Regions from separate parts of the Mus musculus genome. Here all the other regions are linked to region 3. The links are chromatin contacts, called in public ChIA-PET and promoter capture Hi-C maps. All regions are on one chromosome and are shown on one strand. The core of a region is the stretch at or near the end of the contact, and the rest is flanking DNA. Distances in the headings are between cores, read along the strand shown. Region 1 holds the start of Homer3 (homer scaffolding protein 3). Region 2 holds the start of Cope (coatomer protein complex, subunit epsilon). Region 3 holds the start of Zfp963 (zinc finger protein 963). Region 4 holds the start of Upf1 (UPF1 regulator of nonsense transcripts homolog (yeast)). Region 5 holds the start of Klhl26 (kelch-like 26). Region 6 holds the start of Lzts1 (leucine zipper, putative tumor suppressor 1).

Region 1 (2,700 bases), core at 9-2,508, 530 kb before region 3:
ATAAATAAAATAAATAACTCTAGGAAGGAAGGGAGGGAGGGAGGGAGGGAGGGAGGGAGAGAGAGAGAGAGGAGAGAGAGAGAGAGAGAGAGAGAGAGAGAGAGAGAGAGAGAGAGAGAGAGAGAGAGAGAGAGAGAGAGAGAGAGAGAGAGAGAGAGGAGAGAGAGAGAAAGGACCACTTAGCCCAGATAACTCTGTGTCTGAGTCTCCAGGGAGCTTACTTAAAAGGAAAAAATGAAAGCCTGGTATGGTGGCACCAGCACTGGGGAGAATGAGGAGACTTTGAAGCCAACCTGGGCTACAGAGTGGGACCATGTCTCAACGCACAGGCACACACACACACACAAGCACGCATTGCACACAGCGGTTCATCCTAGTCCCCACCATGTGAACAGGGAACAGGACCGGGAGAACGGAGCTCCCCAGCCTCCTATGAACGCTTGCACCTGTCATTCTCCTAAGTCCCCCAAATTTCAACTAAGGAGATTGGAGGAGAAGGAGGGTCCTGCGGGTGCGGGAGGTCAAGACCCGGGGTCTGAGGTCAGGGCCCCTCCAAGCTGTCTTGGGAAGCTGCGAAACCTAAGTTCCCATACAGAGGGAGGGTAGGGGGGTTGTCCAGTCAGAGACGCTAATGGAACTGGCGGAGATTGGGGGAAAGGGGTCCCCGAACCCAGGCCCTTCCGGTCGGACCACTCCTGCCTGGACTTGCCACCATCAGGAAAAGTTACTCACTGAGTAGTCACGCGCCTTGGAGCAGAGGCGCGGGGCGGAGAACCGCGATCGCGCGCGGCGGGGACCCTGCCAGGAGCCCCACGCCGGCTTCCCATTTGGCACCGGTTCCCACTCCCTCCAGGGCAGCTCGTGAGGGCAACTACGGGAGCCGCTGACCCGCAACTTCTAAGTGGCGGAGCCTCGCGATGCGGCGTCCCCAACACCCGGACCTCGGCTGAGGAACCCGGTGAAGACGCGCCCCGCGCCCCAGCCAGCACCTGAGCCGGCCCCCTAGCCGGCACCCCAGGATCCCAACCCCTCAGCCTGCACCCCGCAGCTCCTGGGCCCCGCCTCACAGTCCGCAACTTTGGAAACCGTCTGCGTTTCCTGCGCCCCCGACTCCCTGATTGTGCCTCGGAAGCTGGGGTCCCCCTGTCTGGCTCACCCCGCGTCGTCGTCGCTGCAGCCTCCGGCCCGCGCCCTCCGCGCGCCCCGCGCCGCCCGCGCCTTTGTCTGCGCCGCCTCCGGTCCCATCGCGGCCAGTCCCCGCGCCGCCCCGCCTCTGCCCAGCGCCCCCTGCTGGCCAGCTACGGAGGGCGGGGAAGAGGGAGGGGACCCCGAGAGGGAAGAAGAGGAGGGCGGACATGGAGGGGGGAGTTGGGCGGGGTGAAAGGGCAGAGGAAGGGGAGGGCACCAGGAGGTCAAGAGGAGGAACTTCTGAAGGGGGGACCCAGTGGGAGGCAACTGAAGGAAGTGGGGAGGGCGTGGCTTTTGAAGGAGGGGGAGGGGCCCATAAAGTCTGGGGCTGGGATCAGAGGGATTAAGGGCAGGGGCCTAGGATCAGGCAGAGTACTGGACAGAGGGGAGGGATCCAGGAGGGCAGCGGAGAGAGACAGAAGGTGACTGCGGACAAAGACAGCGGGGTGGGGAGAGGGGTGGAAGAGGAGGGTCTGTCTGGATCGGCCTTGGGGCAGAGCATTGGACTGATGGGCTGAAGGCTGAGAAGACAAAAGTGTGGGTGTTAGATGGGTGGTAGCGGGCCAGGGTGTGAAGACAGAGGCAGAAGTCCTGGAGTGTGATCTGGTGACCCAGAGATAGGGAGAAACACGGAAAATGGGTGGACAACGACCCTTCGCTTTCCTGCCTCCTACCAAGGGTGGCCCTGAGTCTTCATGTGGCTTCTTCGAAAAGAAAAAGTTCCTGGACCCTCAGCAACTGAAGCATGAAGACAGCTTGAGCCCAGCTCCCCAAAACGAAGGTGGGGGTGGGACTGCAAATCAGTGTGTAACGCCCTCGTCAAGCGTCTGTGGTGCCCTGGGCTCCATCCTAATTCCCACGAAAAGAACAAGCAGGCAAATCTCTGTGAATTCTAGGCTAGATTGGTCTATATAGTGAGTTCTAAGCCATCTAGGGCCACATAGTGAGACCCTGACTTTCAAAAATAAATTCTGGGAGTAACTAGGTTATTGTTACAGAGTCTTAGGATCCAAGTGTCCTCTTAGTGTTGTCTTCCAATGAAATGGACAAACTCCCTGCAGCTCTGTAGGCTGAGTCCTGCCTCTGTCCACAGCCACAGCAGCCCGCCGAGGATCCTTCAGGGGATCACCTATCTGCCAGTGGGTCCCTAGCCCTGTGGCAAATCCCTTGCTGCACTTTTCTAGAAATTTCTGCAAGGGTTTCCGTGTTCTGGGGACAAATGGCTGTGTCCGAATCAGAGTCTGTGGTTCTCAGCTTTGCATTTCTTATGTCAGATATATATTTTTTTCTCTTCTCAAGCCCTCTGGTGTCTGCTGGGATCTGAGCAGGTGGCTAACTTTCAGTGAAGATATTCTCAGGCCAGGCGAGTTTCTCTCCCTCGCCCTCCCAGGAATGTGCTCCTTTCCAAGGATGTTTGTCACTCCTTGACCTTCCAGGCTGTGTGGTTCTGTTCCCTGCCTCTGACAGCCCAAACTAGACTTCCCGGGGCTCCTGGCCTTCTGCTCATGGATG
Region 2 (2,700 bases), core at 75-2,574, 550 kb before region 3:
TGCCATTTCCTGGCTCTCTGTGCTGCCTCTGTTGCCAAGGCTACTATACCTAGAAAGCCTGTAGTTCCACCAACTCCATCCCTTACTGAGCCCAGCAGGAATGCTGTTTTCCACGAGTGCACAGTGAAGAATGAGTGACAGGTGATTCTGTCAACAACACACACAGGCTGTTGCAAACACGGGTCACATCTTTAATGAACTAAAGACAAGCTGAGCATTGTGGCACAGGCCTGTCATCCTGCATCTGGGAGGCTGAGACAAGACTGCTACATCTAGGGACAGCCTGGGCTATATGAAGCTGCTTAAAACATAAAACAAAACCAGGGCAAGGATTTAGCCTGTGGAGCATTTGCATCGAAGCTGTGCTTTGGCTGTGCACACTATGATCCCAGCACTCCAGAGAGCAGGCATGGCCATCAGGAATTCAGTGCTCTTCAGCAACATGGGGAGTCTGAGGCCAGCCTGGGCTAAAGGAGACTGTCTTCTTTTATAACCAAACTTCCCTTTTGGGGGGAGTGGGGGAGGCGAGGAGGGTACAGTTCAAGACGGGGTTTTTCTGTAGCACCCTGGCTGTCCTGGAAGTCGCTATGTAGATCAGAGTGGTCCAAAACTCAGAGACTTGACTGCCTCTGCCTCTGGGTGCTGGGATTTAAGGCACACCAAGCTACCTCCGGTTTAGGACTATTATTAAGACAGATTACAGTATTACCCGAACTGACCTAGAACTGCTTATGAAGATCAGGCTGACCCTAAACTTACAGAGATCAGCCTCCCAAGTGCTGGAATAGAAGGCGTGCACCATGATGCCTGACTTTAGACACTTAAAAAAGGGGGGCGGGGGGGGTTTAAAAACGAAACAGTAAGAGGTTTTATGATGGAGCTAGTGGCGCACACCTGTCACCTCACCATTACCCTGACTTCAGGTCAGCCTGGGCTATAAAGTGAGCCCCTGTCAATCAACCACCAGAAAGTTGGAAGCTTGGCACAGGGGTGCACACCTGTCATCCTAGCACTGGAGGGGTGAAGACTGGAGGCGCAGGACCTCAAGGTTAGCCTCGGTTACAGAGTAAATTGAAAACCATCCCTAATTATAAGAGAAACCGAGTCCTCGGACCAGAACCTCAGAGCGCGCCGGAAGCTGCTCCGCACGCTGCCCACCTTCACGCGCTGAGCCTCGTTGATGCACTGCTGGTAGCTGCCGATGTAGAAAGCGTTCTTCACGTCGAACAGCTCATCTACCTCTCCGGAGCCGCCAGAGACCGCGCCAGGAACCGGAGGAGCCATGTCACCGCACCTCTAACCAACCTTCTTCTGGGACACGTAGGCCGGAAGCAGGTCCCCGTCGTCAGGAACTCTGGGAAACGTAGTTCTATGGGACAAATCAGAGGCGATGAAAAAGAAACCTTGCAAAGCCTCCCGAGAACTATAGTTCGGATTCCGTCAACAAACACAAGGCCTTCAGAACCAAAACACTGAAAAGCGGTCAAAGCTCGGATTGGTTGAAGGATCTGGAGAGGGTCTCTCCGTGACGTCACATTCCTCCGCCAACGTCCTCTCACAACTTTTCCAGGCCGGACTGCGCCGGGGTGGACGTGACGTAGCATTCACGCGCCGGAAGCACTCATTTCTAGGTTCTCTGCCCGGGTCTGGAGCATGGCGGGGTTCGCTGAGATCGGGTTGTCGTCGTGGCTGGTAGAACAGTGTCGACAGCTGGGGTTGAAGCAGCCCACGCCGGTGCAGCTCGGGTGCATTCCGGCCATCCTGGAAGGTGAGTTCTCGCCTTTCTTTTAATGCCTTTCTTTGCCCGCTCTTCCTTAGCCCCACTTGGGTTCCAGGAATCAGGACAGCATTGAGTGTTTCGGGGACCCTGACCCGCAGCATTGACATTTACGCTGCGACCGACTCGTGTTCATTATCACACAGGTGATGGGTGGCACCTCTTAAGTTTTCGTAGCACCCGAGCATAGGGAGAGATCGGTGAATGACTAAAACATGGCACTGAAAAAAAAAAAGGGTAGAGCTGGCTTTGACGTAGAAGCCGTCAAACTCCAGGTAAAAACCAATGCTCCGTGTTTGTGTCAGTGCTCTTCGACCCAGTTCACTTTTGCCATTAAAGAGGCGTCCTTGGAGCCGGACGTGGTGACTCTCAGTCATCTCAATACTGAGCAGGTGGAAGCAAGAGGATCAGGAGTTCAAGGTGATCCTCAGTTTGGTAGCAAGTTGCAGACCAGCCTGGGCTACCTGAAAATTTGTTTCAAACAAGCAATTATAATAATTGTTGGAAATTAGATAATAACACGTTCAAGGGACTAGTGGAAATGAAACAGTTTTAAATATTCAATTCTGGAGAAAGGGGTACCAGCATAGAGAAAAGGCAAAAATAGCTGGTGTGGTGATTTCAAGCAAGTTTTTGAAGCCTTTCCCCAAATATGGGAAATTCCTGACCTTTTCTTCCATAGACCTGCAGGGCTTTTCCCCTCCCCAAATTCCCCATCCCATTGGTCCATTGGGGCCCCAAGTCTTCTCTAATGAATAGTTTGGGTCTTGAGGCTGCCTCTCTTCTATTCTCTTTTCTTTCTTTTTTTTTTCCCTTGTTTTTTTGTTTTTTTGAGACAGGGTTTCTCTGTATAGCCCTGGCTGTCCTGGAACTCACTCTGTAGAACAGGCTGGCCTTGAACTCAGAAATCTGCCTGCCTCTGC
Region 3 (2,700 bases), core at 76-2,575:
GGTTCTGACTTTAGAGTCAAGTCTGTAACTATGGAGAGTGTATGGCAGTGTAGTCCCTGCATGGAAGGTACTGAGAAGCTATTGTGAGTCATTTTGGAATTCAAACCTGGATTTCAGTGGAGATCCTAGAGCCATGAGACATCCGCCAAGGAGAGAATTGTCTTGAGCCTTAGAAGATATTTGGACCTTTAAATAATGTTGAGACTGTGAAAGTCTATGGGGACTTTTGACGGAGAACCAAATGCATTTTGCATTATAGTATGGTCTATGGGGGCCAGGGAGTGGAAGGAGGTGGTTTGAATGAGAATGGCTTCCATAGGCCATGTTTCAGTGTTTGGTCCCCAGTGATGGAACTGTTTGGGAAGAATTGGGTGCAGCCTTGGTGGTGGAGGTGGTCTTCGAGGTTTTAAAAGACTTGTGCCATTCTCAGTGGATTAAGGTGTGAGTCCTCAGCCTGTGGCCAAGCCTTAACAATACCAGCATGGACTGTTACACACTGCACCTCTAAGCCTGGTTAAACTGTTTTATAAGTCACTTCAATCATGAAGTTTTATCATAGCAACAGAAATGTAACTATGTCAGGCAAGTGCCCTTAATCACTGAGCGATCTCTCCAGCTCCTGTTTTTTTTTTTATCAACTCTAATTTTGTCTGTTTGTTTGCATTGGGTATGTTTATTTGTGCAGGCTAGTTTTATGTCAATTTGACACAAGCTTGAGTCATCAGAGTGGGGAGCCTCAATTGAAAATGTCTCCATGAGCTTGGGCTGTAAGCAAGCCTGTGAGGTCATTTTTAAAAATTAGAGATTAATGGGGGGAAAGCCCATTGTGGCTGGGGCCATCCCTGGACTGGTGGTCCTGGGTTCTCTAAGCAGCCGTATTTGCAGACAGTTTGGAGTCACCCGATGTGGGTTCTGGAAATTGAACTTGGGTCCTCTGAAGAGCAGCATGTGCTCTCAACCTCTCAGTATCAACTGGAACCAGAGTGGTCTGACTGGCCTCCTAGGTCTGAGGCACAGGGGCCATTGTATTAGACACTGAGTTGGTAACTGGACTGCTTACGAGAACCATCTGGTACCCTGTTAGACTAGGAAGTGCTTGCCGAGTTCACTGAGACAGCAGGGCCCAGCTCTCCAAGAACAAGAACAAGTTCTGCGTCAATGTAAATTCTCCTGACCATATGCTGGAGTAAAAGGCAGGCAGTCCAGGGCAGAGACTGCCTGGTCATCACTTCAGCTCCTGCTGTCAATCAGCAGTCGCTGGGCGGACCTAGCCAATCAGGGCCTTCAAGCTTACACCACTCAATCAAGAGCGAGGTAGGGCAGTGGGAGGCGGATTTTCTCTGTCCGCCGTGTTGTAGACTGAACTCCGTGGCTCAGGGAGGCCCCGTGGGTGCGTGTGCTGCGCTGTGGCCGCCGCTGTGAGGGGAGCACGGGCAGCTCGGAAGCCGCGACATGGTGAGCGCAGGGCCGCTGTCCCAGGTGGAGAGGAGTGGCAGCTATCGGTAGCTCTTCGCTTGTGCGGCGTTAGGCCCGCTGCGGTTGGCGGCGACTAGGTCGCTGCGGCTGTGTCGCTCCGCCCTTCGGCCGCGTCTGCGCAGAGCTCAGGGCGCCGCAGGGGAGGCCCCGCCCTCCGTGTCGGTGACGTCACGGCCACGAAGTGGTTTTTGTGTTGTACCCTGAGGCTGTTTGCTGAACTCAAGGTCCTGCCGGTTCCCCTGAGTTGTCTTCACATATTGGTGGAGAGTCCACTTTGAAATACTTTTGTGGGAGTTGTAAACTCTTAAGTTTTTGCTTATTTATGCCTATGTTGGATAGTATTTGTGAAGACAATTACTCTCCTGAGTTTAATTTGCTCTTTTAAAAGAACATTGACTATTTTGTGAGGTTCTTTTTTTATACTGTTTTGTAGATAAATTAGTTTCCAAATATTCGTACACTATTATGATCATTAAATTTCTTTGTAAAGATAAAATCTTTTATTTGTGTACTATTTATTTAGAATTGTCTGGAACGTTGAGGGTTTTTTTTCCCCCTTTACATATAAACCTTAGAACGGCTTTCTGCTGTTACACAAGATGTTAGCATTCTTGTTGGGATTGTGTTTTGAATTTATAGTGTAAATTGAGGAAAGCAACATCTTGGTGTTGTCTTCTATTTACTAGGCCAGTGCATATTCTTATTTGATTTTTTTTTTCTTTTTTCTGGACACTGGATCTCTCTGTGTCAGTGGTTCTTTACCTTTCGGTTAAGACAATCAGAAAACACTAATTCCCAATGGCTTTAGGAACTGAGATACTGCTCAGTTACAACATTACAATTATAACATAGCAACAAAAATAATTTTTTGGTTGGGAGTCACCTCAACATGAGGAAATGTATCAAAGGGCCGCAGCGTTAGGAAGGTTTAGAGTGACTGCTCTATGTATTCCTGGCTGTATGGGAATTTGCCATGTAGCTCAGGCTGGCCTTGAGTTCACAGAGATCCCTCGTCTCTGACTCCCAAGTGCTGGAATTAAAGACCTGTGCCACCGTGCCTGGCTTGATTCATTTTTGAAAAAGAAATTTATCTTCATCCAAGGATCTTTGTGAAATTTAGTATATGCTTCTCTTTGTGTCTCCTTTGAGCTGTGGTGCTACATACTCGGGGAAATTGCTAACCATTCAGTTGCTCATTGCTATTATACTGGAAGATGGACTTCT
Region 4 (2,700 bases), core at 75-2,574, 600 kb before region 3:
TGCTCTGTCTCCATCTCCAGAGTCCTGGGAGACTGCGCCTCTACACTCAGCATCTGTTTTTGTGTGTTTTGAGATGATGTAATGTTGGGTGTCCTGAACTTCGCTCTGTAGACAAGGCTGGCCTCAGAGTTACAGAGATCTCCCTGCCTTCGACTCCTGAGTGCTTGGATTTTAAGGAGTGTCCTTACTGGGAGATCCACCCAAGCAGAGGCAGCCACCCTCCTGGGTTTTTCCCTCGCAATAAATCTCGTGTTAGGTTTGTTGTGTGCTGTGACTTTGTTCTATTTCTTGGCTCCCAATTGCCAGGATCTTTTGGAGCACAGCTGAAACACTTTGGGGAACCACCTCCACCCCTCCCCCTGCCCAAGCAGAGCAGATACACTTCTGTGGGGGGAATGCCTTTCCCTTCAGAGCTGCAACACTTACACTTCCTCCACTGAAGAGTGGGAAGGAAACCCAGGGAGGAGTGTTTCTCTAAGTCTCGCAGCTGGCTGTGGATGCTCATCAGTTGGTAGCTTCTGCCTAGCACACAAGAGCCCTTAGTTCCGTGGTCAACATTGCATGTACACCTGTCACCCCACCACCAGGCACTTTGAGGCAGGAGGATTCCCCCGAATTCCAAACCAACCATGGTTACAGTGTGAGACCCTCAATCAAAACCAAAACAGGCCGGAGAAATGGCTCAGAGTTGTGCACCCAGCGCTTACAAGAGGAGCTCACATCCATTCATAACTAGTTCTAGGGGACCTGACCCCTTCTCAGCGATTCCCAGGCTAGCTCGGACCAGTGCGACTTGATCGCAAGACAAAAGAAGCATTTATCTTCACAGGCTTCAGGAGTGCTCGGGGTAGCAGTGACTACCATTTGGCAGAGTCCCCGCTCCCTACTCATTTATTCAATCGATGAATACTGAGAATGGCCACGAGCCAAGTGACAGACGGGGTAACTAAGGTTCAAGGAGTGCAGGTGCGTGGTCCCCGTGCCACAGGCTCCACACCCAAAACCTTCTGGAGAGAGCCTCAATCAGCACCTAACGAACATCCAGCCCTGAAGCCCGGAGGTGAGGACGTCGCATGCGCGCATGCGCACCGCTAGGCAGCAGTTGGGGCGGGGCCAAGTTCGCGAGCCCAGGTCCTTTAGGCGGTTGAAGGCCCGCCTCTTCGCGCAGGCGCACGGCGAGTTCCGCCCTCCCGCTTAGCTCCCAGTGCTCCGGTGCGGTTGGCTACTTTCCGGGAGGAACGCGCGCGCCTGCGCCGGCGTCGGACTCGCGCACGCGCATCTGTGCCGGCGTCCGGCTCGCGCACGCGCACCGCAGCGGTGGCGGCGACGGCGGTTCCTGTCCAGGGGTCTGAGAGCGGCGGTCGGCTTTGAGGCGAGCAGCGTTACGGAGGGGCGCGGCGGCGGCGGCGGCGGCGGCGGCGGCGGCGGCGGCGGCGGCAACTCAGAGCTCAGAACCGGCGGCCCGGCTCTGCTTTCGGAGGCCGACTCGGAGCCCGCCCGGCTCTCAGGGCGGCGGCAGCGGCTACTCCGGATTACGGCCTAGGCCTAGCCGAAGCCTCGGGCTCGAGTGCGGTGAGGCGCCCGCTGAAGGCGCGGCCCGGGCGGCAGGATGAGTGTGGAGGCGTACGGCCCCAGCTCGCAAACACTCACCTTCTTGGACACTGAGGAGGCCGAGCTGCTCGGCGCCGACACCCAGGGCTCCGAGTTCGAATTCACCGACTTCACCCTTCCCAGCCAGACGCAGACGCCCCCCGGCGGCCCCGGCGGCGCGGGAGGCCCGGGCGGAGCGGGCGCAGGCGGCGCGGCCGGCCAGCTCGACGCACAAGTGAGTTGAGCGGCGCATGGCGGCGCCGGAAGCCGGGCGGGCGCGGGAGCTGCGGCGCTAGATCCCAGTTAACCAGCCTTGGGCCCCTGTGAACCTGAGCCAGGTCCCAGTTAGACGGCGCTGGTCCGAGCTACCGGCTTCAGGTCCAGTTAACAAGCCTGGGTAACTGCTTCCTGCTCTGGCTCCTTAAACATTAAGTCCCTATTGGCCAGCTCCAGTTACCCACCCTGGATTCTTGTTTAAACTGCCCAGGTACCCGCCACCTGCCCTAGGTCTCTGGTACCTTATTACCAGATCTGGTTCCCGTTACTTGCCCTTTTCCCAGATCTCTGCTTCCACCCTATTCCAACTACCTCTTCCAGGTCTACCTGCCACAGTCATTGCCACCTGACTCAGGTTCCTGCTACCTGCCCTAGTCCTTGCTGCTCTGGCCCACCCAGCTACCTACCATCTTCTCTGATTCCCAGCCTCTTGTCCCAGCTACTTGCCACCTGTCCTTTTTTCCTCCACCCTGCTAGGCTGGGCAGTGACCTGCATTAGTGTCCCTCCTGTAGCGCAGGATCTGCTCGGCTCAAGGCTTAAGCCAGAGCTTCCCTCACTCCCCTCCTAGGTATGTCTAAGGTGACCTGTCCACAGTTGCTATCCTCTGGACGGACCCACATTGCCCTCCAGGGTCACCTGTTTGGCTAGTCCAACCACCCCATCTCACCCTTTTGCCACTTCATCCACCACCCCCTCCAGCCAGGGTTCAAGTTCAAGTTTGGGTTAGGGGTTCCCTGGAGCAGAGCCAGGGTTTTGTCGCCTCAAGTGGAAATAGCCCACTTTGTGGATGGAGAGGTGACTGCCGGTTTGTTTTTCCTTCTGGGTTGCCTGTT
Region 5 (2,700 bases), core at 82-2,581, 730 kb before region 3:
GAGGTAGAGGGTGTGGAGGCTGGCTTGTGTCTCTGTGGGCAGGGATTTCGGGAATGGGAGCTAGAGTATGAGGGCAGATACAGAAGGGATGGGGATTTGAGAGTGGCATTGGGCCCTGAGGTAGGAGGTTCTGAGCTTACTATATGCTGAAAACGCTGAAGCAAAGGGTTGGAAGTCAGAGGGTTGGGTTGGGTTCAGGCTGGGAAAGGGATATGGCTCGGGGCAGGATGCTAGTGAAGAGGGTCTGTGCACTCAGGGACTTTTGTTCCCTCACTCATCAGAACATGCCATCTGAGCCATCCCGCTTCTGCCAAAGATAAGCCACGCCCACATCTGTGCGCCGCCTAGCCCACACCTTGTTTGCCCCGCCCTTCATGGCACGACCTTCACAACTTAGGTTCCACATCTCCTACCAAGGCTCTTCCCCAACCCTCCCATTCTTGCAGTCCAGACCCGCCCCCTCATTATGATGAGCCCCGCCCAAGTCCCGATCCTTCTCCCAGCCCTGGCCCCGCCCAGGCACCTCCCGAACGTGGATTCGGCCCTCTTCCCATCCCAGGCATATGTTCCCAGCAGTTCTGCTCTTAATTAAAAGACCCTCCCAACCTACCCTTTGCCTCACCCCTCCGCTAACCACGCCCCTCTCGGGCTAGACACTTCCCATCATCATCCTGGGCTCCTTCCCTCCTCTAGGGGCGGCTCCAGTCTTCCTCCACTTTTCTTCTGGTCCAGCATATATCTAACACCAAGAATGACCCTCAGGCCGCCTTCCCCTTCCTGGTTATGTTGGGAAGTAACATGGTTCCATTTCCCGCATAGGCCTTCCAGCCACTCTCTCCACAGCCAAGACTCGCCCCTCTCCAAACTCAGGCCCTACCATACCTTGGAGCCAACCTTTTCTCCCACAGAACTTTTCTTCCACAGGTCTCTTCCCTCCTTTACATAGGCCCCGCCCCTCTTTAGGTCATGTCCTGCTTGAATCACCTTTCTCAGACCCCTCCCTTCTGAGGGCCATGACGTCTTCAACCCTTACCCCCACTTCAGGTACTATCTTCCTTAGGTCCGCTCTTAGGCCATGCTTATAATTCTTATTGCACGCCTCCAGGGTTTTAAGCGCCACTTCTCTTCAAGGCTCCGCCCCAATCCCCGCCTACCTCTTTGGCCCCTGGTCTTTCAGGCTCCTCCCCCTCACTTTCTTTGGCCTTACTCGATGTTCTTCTCCGACCTGCTCTCCTCAGGCCCCGCCCCTGATCCCAAGCTCCGCCCACCACTCGAGTCCCTCCCTCCTTCTCAGCGGCTCCGCCCGCTGCCCCGGGCCCCGATCTCCCGATCAGCGCGCCGCCCCATCGCTCGGGCGCGCGGCGGAAGATGGCGGAGTCCGGTGGCAGCAGCGGCTCTAGTCAGAGCCCCGAGCGCCCGAGCAGGTGAGTCCTACGCCTCTGTTGGCATGCACCACTTGGCTCGGGCGGGGCCGACCCGGGGCCGCCGGGGGCGTGGACGTTCCGAGTCCCTGTCGTTAAGGTCCTGAGCTATGGCGTAGGCCTGAGGGCAGGCTGAGGCCCGGCTTCCTGGGAGCTGCGAGCCCGGGGCTGAAGGGGTTCGGGGAAGGTGACGTGGGAAGCTCCACAAGGACCCTGGGGCCCGGGAGGGAGCCGAGGCGTTCGTGAAGGGAGCACTGAGACCACCTGGTTACCTCCACAGGTCCTGATGGCAGGGAACAAGAGGCCTAGGCATGTCTGGAGGGGAACACTGAGGCCAGTCACCTAGGAGCCTGGACATGTCTGAGGAAGACACTGAGGCCAGTCACCTAGGGGCCTGGACATGTCTGGGGAGACACTGAGGCCAGTCACCTAGGGGCCTGGACATGTCTGGGAGACACTGAGGCCACTGGGAGACCTCAACAGGTTCTATTTGTCAGAAAATTGTCTAGGGGCTTGATAGGTGAACAAGGGACTTGGGCATGCCGTGAGGGGACACTGAGGCAACCTTGGGGGCCCCAGCAGATCCATCATGATGGCCAGGGAGTCTCAGGGACTGTGAGAGGTCGGGATGTATTTGTGGAGTTTGAGCACTGTGAGAGAAGATACTCAAGAGTATAGGGTCTTTCTTTAAGACCCCCTTCCTTCCACCCTTCATAGGGTTTAAATACCCCTCCCCTCACTCTAAACGTTTGAATTGGAGGTCTTGCCCTCAGATATTGGGTCCACGTTCACCCCTTTTAGTTAAATGAGGTCACCCTTTTTCCTGGTCAACTCTGAAGGTGGGTTCCTTGAACTTGGGAATTTGCATAAAGATGGCAAGTATTTTTAAATATTTGTTTTATTTTGGTTTTTCAAGACAAGGAATCTTATAGCTGGTCTCACAGATGCCATATAGCTGAGGATAACATCAAACTGCTGGTTATCTTTCCTCAACCCGAATGATCAAGATGACAGGCATGCATCTCTATTCCTGTGGTGCATGCTAGGTGAGGACTCTACTACTGGGTCATATGCCTGCCCTCTACCCATCCTATTTTTAAGATAGTGACTGATTTGTATAGCATAGGCCAACCTTGAACTCAAAAACTTTCTGTTGCAATACATTTTTGTGAATTGATCTGGAGTCTCAGGGGAAGAGCACCTACCGGTCTTAGGGAACTCTCTTAGGGAGCACTCACACCCTCCATTTTCACATTAACCCAGAGCCAGGAACCCCTGC
Region 6 (2,700 bases), core at 15-2,514, 570 kb after region 3:
GGGGCACAGAAAGAAGAAAAGGCTTCCATCAAAAGAGGCATCATTCTGCCTGTGGTGGTTAGAGGTGGGAGTAAGGATGGAACTCGGAACTGGAACTGGGGAACGTATAGATAGAGAGACGTCTGGCATAAACTCTCCTGTCTCAGTCTCCCAGGTCTCCCAGGTGCTGGGATTACAGGCTGGCTGGCTATTTATTTTCCCTCTTTAGTGTTCAGGAAGCTAGAATTACATAATTAAATAAAGCTTTAAATTAATCTAGGGTCAAAAGCAGGAGGGAGCAGCAGAGGTTTGGGGCAGGAGAGTGTCAGAAAGACTCTGATTCAGTCATGCTATTAGTGATCCCTACTCTCCTTCCCTTAACCTGCCCCTTTCAGGGCAAAGCTGGCAATTTCTGGACAGCGCCTCTGCCTTCAGACTGGCCTGCTTTTCACTATCTTACCCTCAGTGTACCCTCAGATAGGTGGTGAAAAGTGGGTGGATGGCTGATGCTTTTACTGCTGGGGATCGAAATTAAGGCCACAACCTTTATCTCTGAGCTAATTATCCAGCCCGCCCTGCCTATATATTTCTACTTTATATTTTGAAACAAGGTTACACTTCGGTGCTCCAGGCAGGACTTGAATTTTTAATTCTCCTGTTTCAGCCTCTCTCAAGTCCCTGGGATTACTGGCTAGCATCACTCAGGCTTCTGAAGTGTCAAAATTTAATTGGATCTTTTTGAGGACTGAAGTCAGGAGGCTCTGGGCTCTCTGGTCTATAATCGCAGCAAGGTGAAGCAATACCCTCATAACCCCTCTAGACCGTTAGTTTGGTCCTTAAACCAAGAAACTCAACCTTTTGCTGGGGTTGTGGCTGGGAGTTGGGCTGGAGAAATCACCGGTAAGAGGCAGAGGTAGCAAAGAAGAAGGGAATGCAGAAAATGGGTAAAGAAAATGCAAAGGCGAATAGAATGCAGACAGAGAAAGCAAGAACGAGGAGACAGTGGAAGATGAGGAAAGATAGAGAAAGGCTGAACAGACAGGAACCCCCGAGTGTGATGAAACGAGAGCTAAGAAACTGCGAGCCTGACCGGCGCGGGCTTTGGGCACAGAGGAGCCAGGAGGTCGGAGCAACCCCAGCTGTCAGTCTGGAACAAAGGCCGGGGAGAGAGCAGGACAGGGTGCAGGCAGTGCGGGCCAATGAATGTCGTTGACTCTGGCCCCGCCCCACTCGTGCCCCGCCCCACCCCGCCCCGCCGGCGGCCAGGGACCCAGCGCAAGGGCCAGAGCGCCCGGACGAGCTGGCGGGCTCTGGGAGGCTCCGACAAGCTCACAGTCCGAAAGTTTCTCTGTCTTTCTGCTGCTCCTGGGAGTGTGACTTGAGCGACGCGGGATCCGCCGGCTCTAGGAGCCCTCCAGAAAAAGAGAAAGGGGCACTGCACAAAATACACCGAAAAATCAAAATCTGCAGCCATTTGCAGCTATCCCCAAGGCGGAGGAGGACAGACAGGTAAGGTACGGGTACCCAGGGTCCTGTTCCTCCTTCGTGCAGGGTCTACAGCTCTGCGGACGGCCCAGACACAGGGAAGACTTCGCTTTCTACAGCATACCACTCCCGGGAGTGAGTCCGCTCGTCTGTCGGTCTTTGTCTGTCTGTGTCCGCGTCTGTCTAGGTGTCTTTGTTTCTACATGTAACTATCGGGGTGAAGGGCAGTGGTAGGTGTGGGGGAGTCTTCTTCCCTGTCACTGATTGTATTTCTAATCTGACCCCAGCCGGAAGGAAATGGTGTGCATCAGTCAATCCTTATGTCTTTGTCTGTCAGACCGGGGATTCTCGTAAACCTGAATTTCATCTTGGAGACGTGCATTAGGTGACATGAATGTAGAGATGAAGAAATGAGAGGTGAGGAAGTGAGGCCACAGAGACTGGGGCCCCAGACAGAGGATCCAGCTGCTGGCGACTGGCTAGTGAACTTTACCTTGCTGGCTGGAACTTTGGAGGTACATGTGTCTGGAAGGAATAGGAATGAGCTTGGACGAATACACAGGTAGACAGACACATAGACACACACTGACACACCTCAGTTCACTCCTTTTTCTCATTCACCACAGGGAATCAGATCCCCTCTGTTTTTGCTTCTCATCTGCCCTGGCTTCACTCAGCAATAGAAACCCAAACACCACGGACCAGGTGATGTTTCCCTTCCCTGCTCCAAGTGGAAGGGATTAAACTGTGGCACATGTGAGCATTCTGCTCACCCACGGGTTGTCAGTCCTCAATTTCCCAAGCACTAGAGATGTTTAGGGATCCAAGAACCATGCCTTCTGCCCTCAGGTTTTCTGCATGCTCCTTGGATTGCTGAGGAGCAGGCTCTGGGTTCTGGGTAGCTGTCATCGAGACTTCTCCACCAGAGGGTCTCTCCTCCCTGGAAACACAATCTAGTCTCAGCCCATCACAGAGAGATGAGCTGCCCGCATGCACTTCTCCCAGAACCCAGATCCTGACGGGGGGGGGGGGGGGGCTGCTGGTAAGGGATTTTGAGGATTTGTAACCTGAGCTTCCTTCAAGTTCAGAAACAATTTTCTGCAGGCAGACAGAAGGAAAATGGAGGTGTTTGAAAGGTGTATGCACATGAATATCCAAGTTAGAGTTTACAGGGGTAAGAGTCTTCAAGGTTGGCACAGAGCAGAATGTGGGCAGGAGTCTGTGGGCAGAGAATGC

What was found. Promoter capture Hi-C pulls out the DNA fragments that hold promoters and counts their contacts. ChIA-PET counts read pairs in DNA pulled down with a chosen protein or histone mark.
Region 1: a contact with region 3 is called in an RNA polymerase II ChIA-PET map of memory CD8 T cells, with 7 read pairs. The contact joins the promoter of Homer3 here to the promoter of Zfp963 in region 3.
Region 2: a promoter capture Hi-C map of pre-B cells shows a contact between it and region 3, with 5 times the contacts expected there. The contact joins the promoter of Cope here to the promoter of Zfp963 in region 3. A contact is called at or near these places in 1 of 39 promoter capture datasets (pre-B cells), 1 of 484 Hi-C or Micro-C datasets (CD4 T cells) and 1 of 115 datasets of contacts at active chromatin or transcription factors (memory CD8 T cells).
Region 4: a contact with region 3 is called in a promoter capture Hi-C map of pre-B cells, with 2.4 times the contacts expected there. The contact joins the promoter of Upf1 here to the promoter of Zfp963 in region 3. A contact is called at or near these places in 2 of 39 promoter capture datasets (liver and pre-B cells).
Region 5: a promoter capture Hi-C map of pre-B cells shows a contact between it and region 3, with 4 times the contacts expected there. The contact joins the promoter of Klhl26 here to the promoter of Zfp963 in region 3. A contact is called at or near these places in 2 of 39 promoter capture datasets (liver and pre-B cells) and 1 of 115 datasets of contacts at active chromatin or transcription factors (pancreatic cancer cells).
Region 6: a promoter capture Hi-C map of cranial neural crest shows a contact between it and region 3. The contact joins the promoter of Lzts1 here to the promoter of Zfp963 in region 3. A contact is called at or near these places in 4 of 39 promoter capture datasets (the C10 cell line, cranial neural crest, hippocampal neurons and 1 more).

What each region holds. Positions count from the first base shown.
Region 1 is chr8:70,281,557-70,284,256 of GRCm38.p6, reverse strand. Homer3 (homer scaffolding protein 3) reads right to left here and starts at 1,258. Exons shown (of 10, transcript NM_001146153.1): 1 at 1,157-1,258.
Region 2 is chr8:70,301,391-70,304,090 of GRCm38.p6, reverse strand. Cope (coatomer protein complex, subunit epsilon) reads right to left here and starts at 1,324. Exons shown (of 10, transcript NM_021538.2): 1 at 1,159-1,324. The coding sequence starts at 1,284. It overlaps Ddx49 (DEAD box helicase 49), which reads left to right and starts at 1,639. Exons shown (of 13, transcript NM_001024922.2): 1 at 1,639-1,768. The coding sequence starts at 1,654.
Region 3 is chr8:69,748,587-69,751,286 of GRCm38.p6, reverse strand. It overlaps Zfp963 (zinc finger protein 963), which reads left to right and starts at 1,325. Exons shown (of 4, transcript NM_001200023.1): 1 at 1,325-1,455. The coding sequence starts at 1,453.
Region 4 is chr8:70,351,903-70,354,602 of GRCm38.p6, reverse strand. Upf1 (UPF1 regulator of nonsense transcripts homolog (yeast)) reads left to right here and starts at 1,324. Exons shown (of 24, transcript NM_030680.3): 1 at 1,324-1,825. The coding sequence starts at 1,610.
Region 5 is chr8:70,475,574-70,478,273 of GRCm38.p6, reverse strand. It overlaps Klhl26 (kelch-like 26), which reads left to right and starts at 1,331. Exons shown (of 3, transcript NM_178771.3): 1 at 1,331-1,424. The coding sequence starts at 1,369.
Region 6 is chr8:69,182,762-69,185,461 of GRCm38.p6, reverse strand. Lzts1 (leucine zipper, putative tumor suppressor 1) reads left to right here and starts at 1,264. Exons shown (of 4, transcript NM_001370971.1): 1 at 1,264-1,488.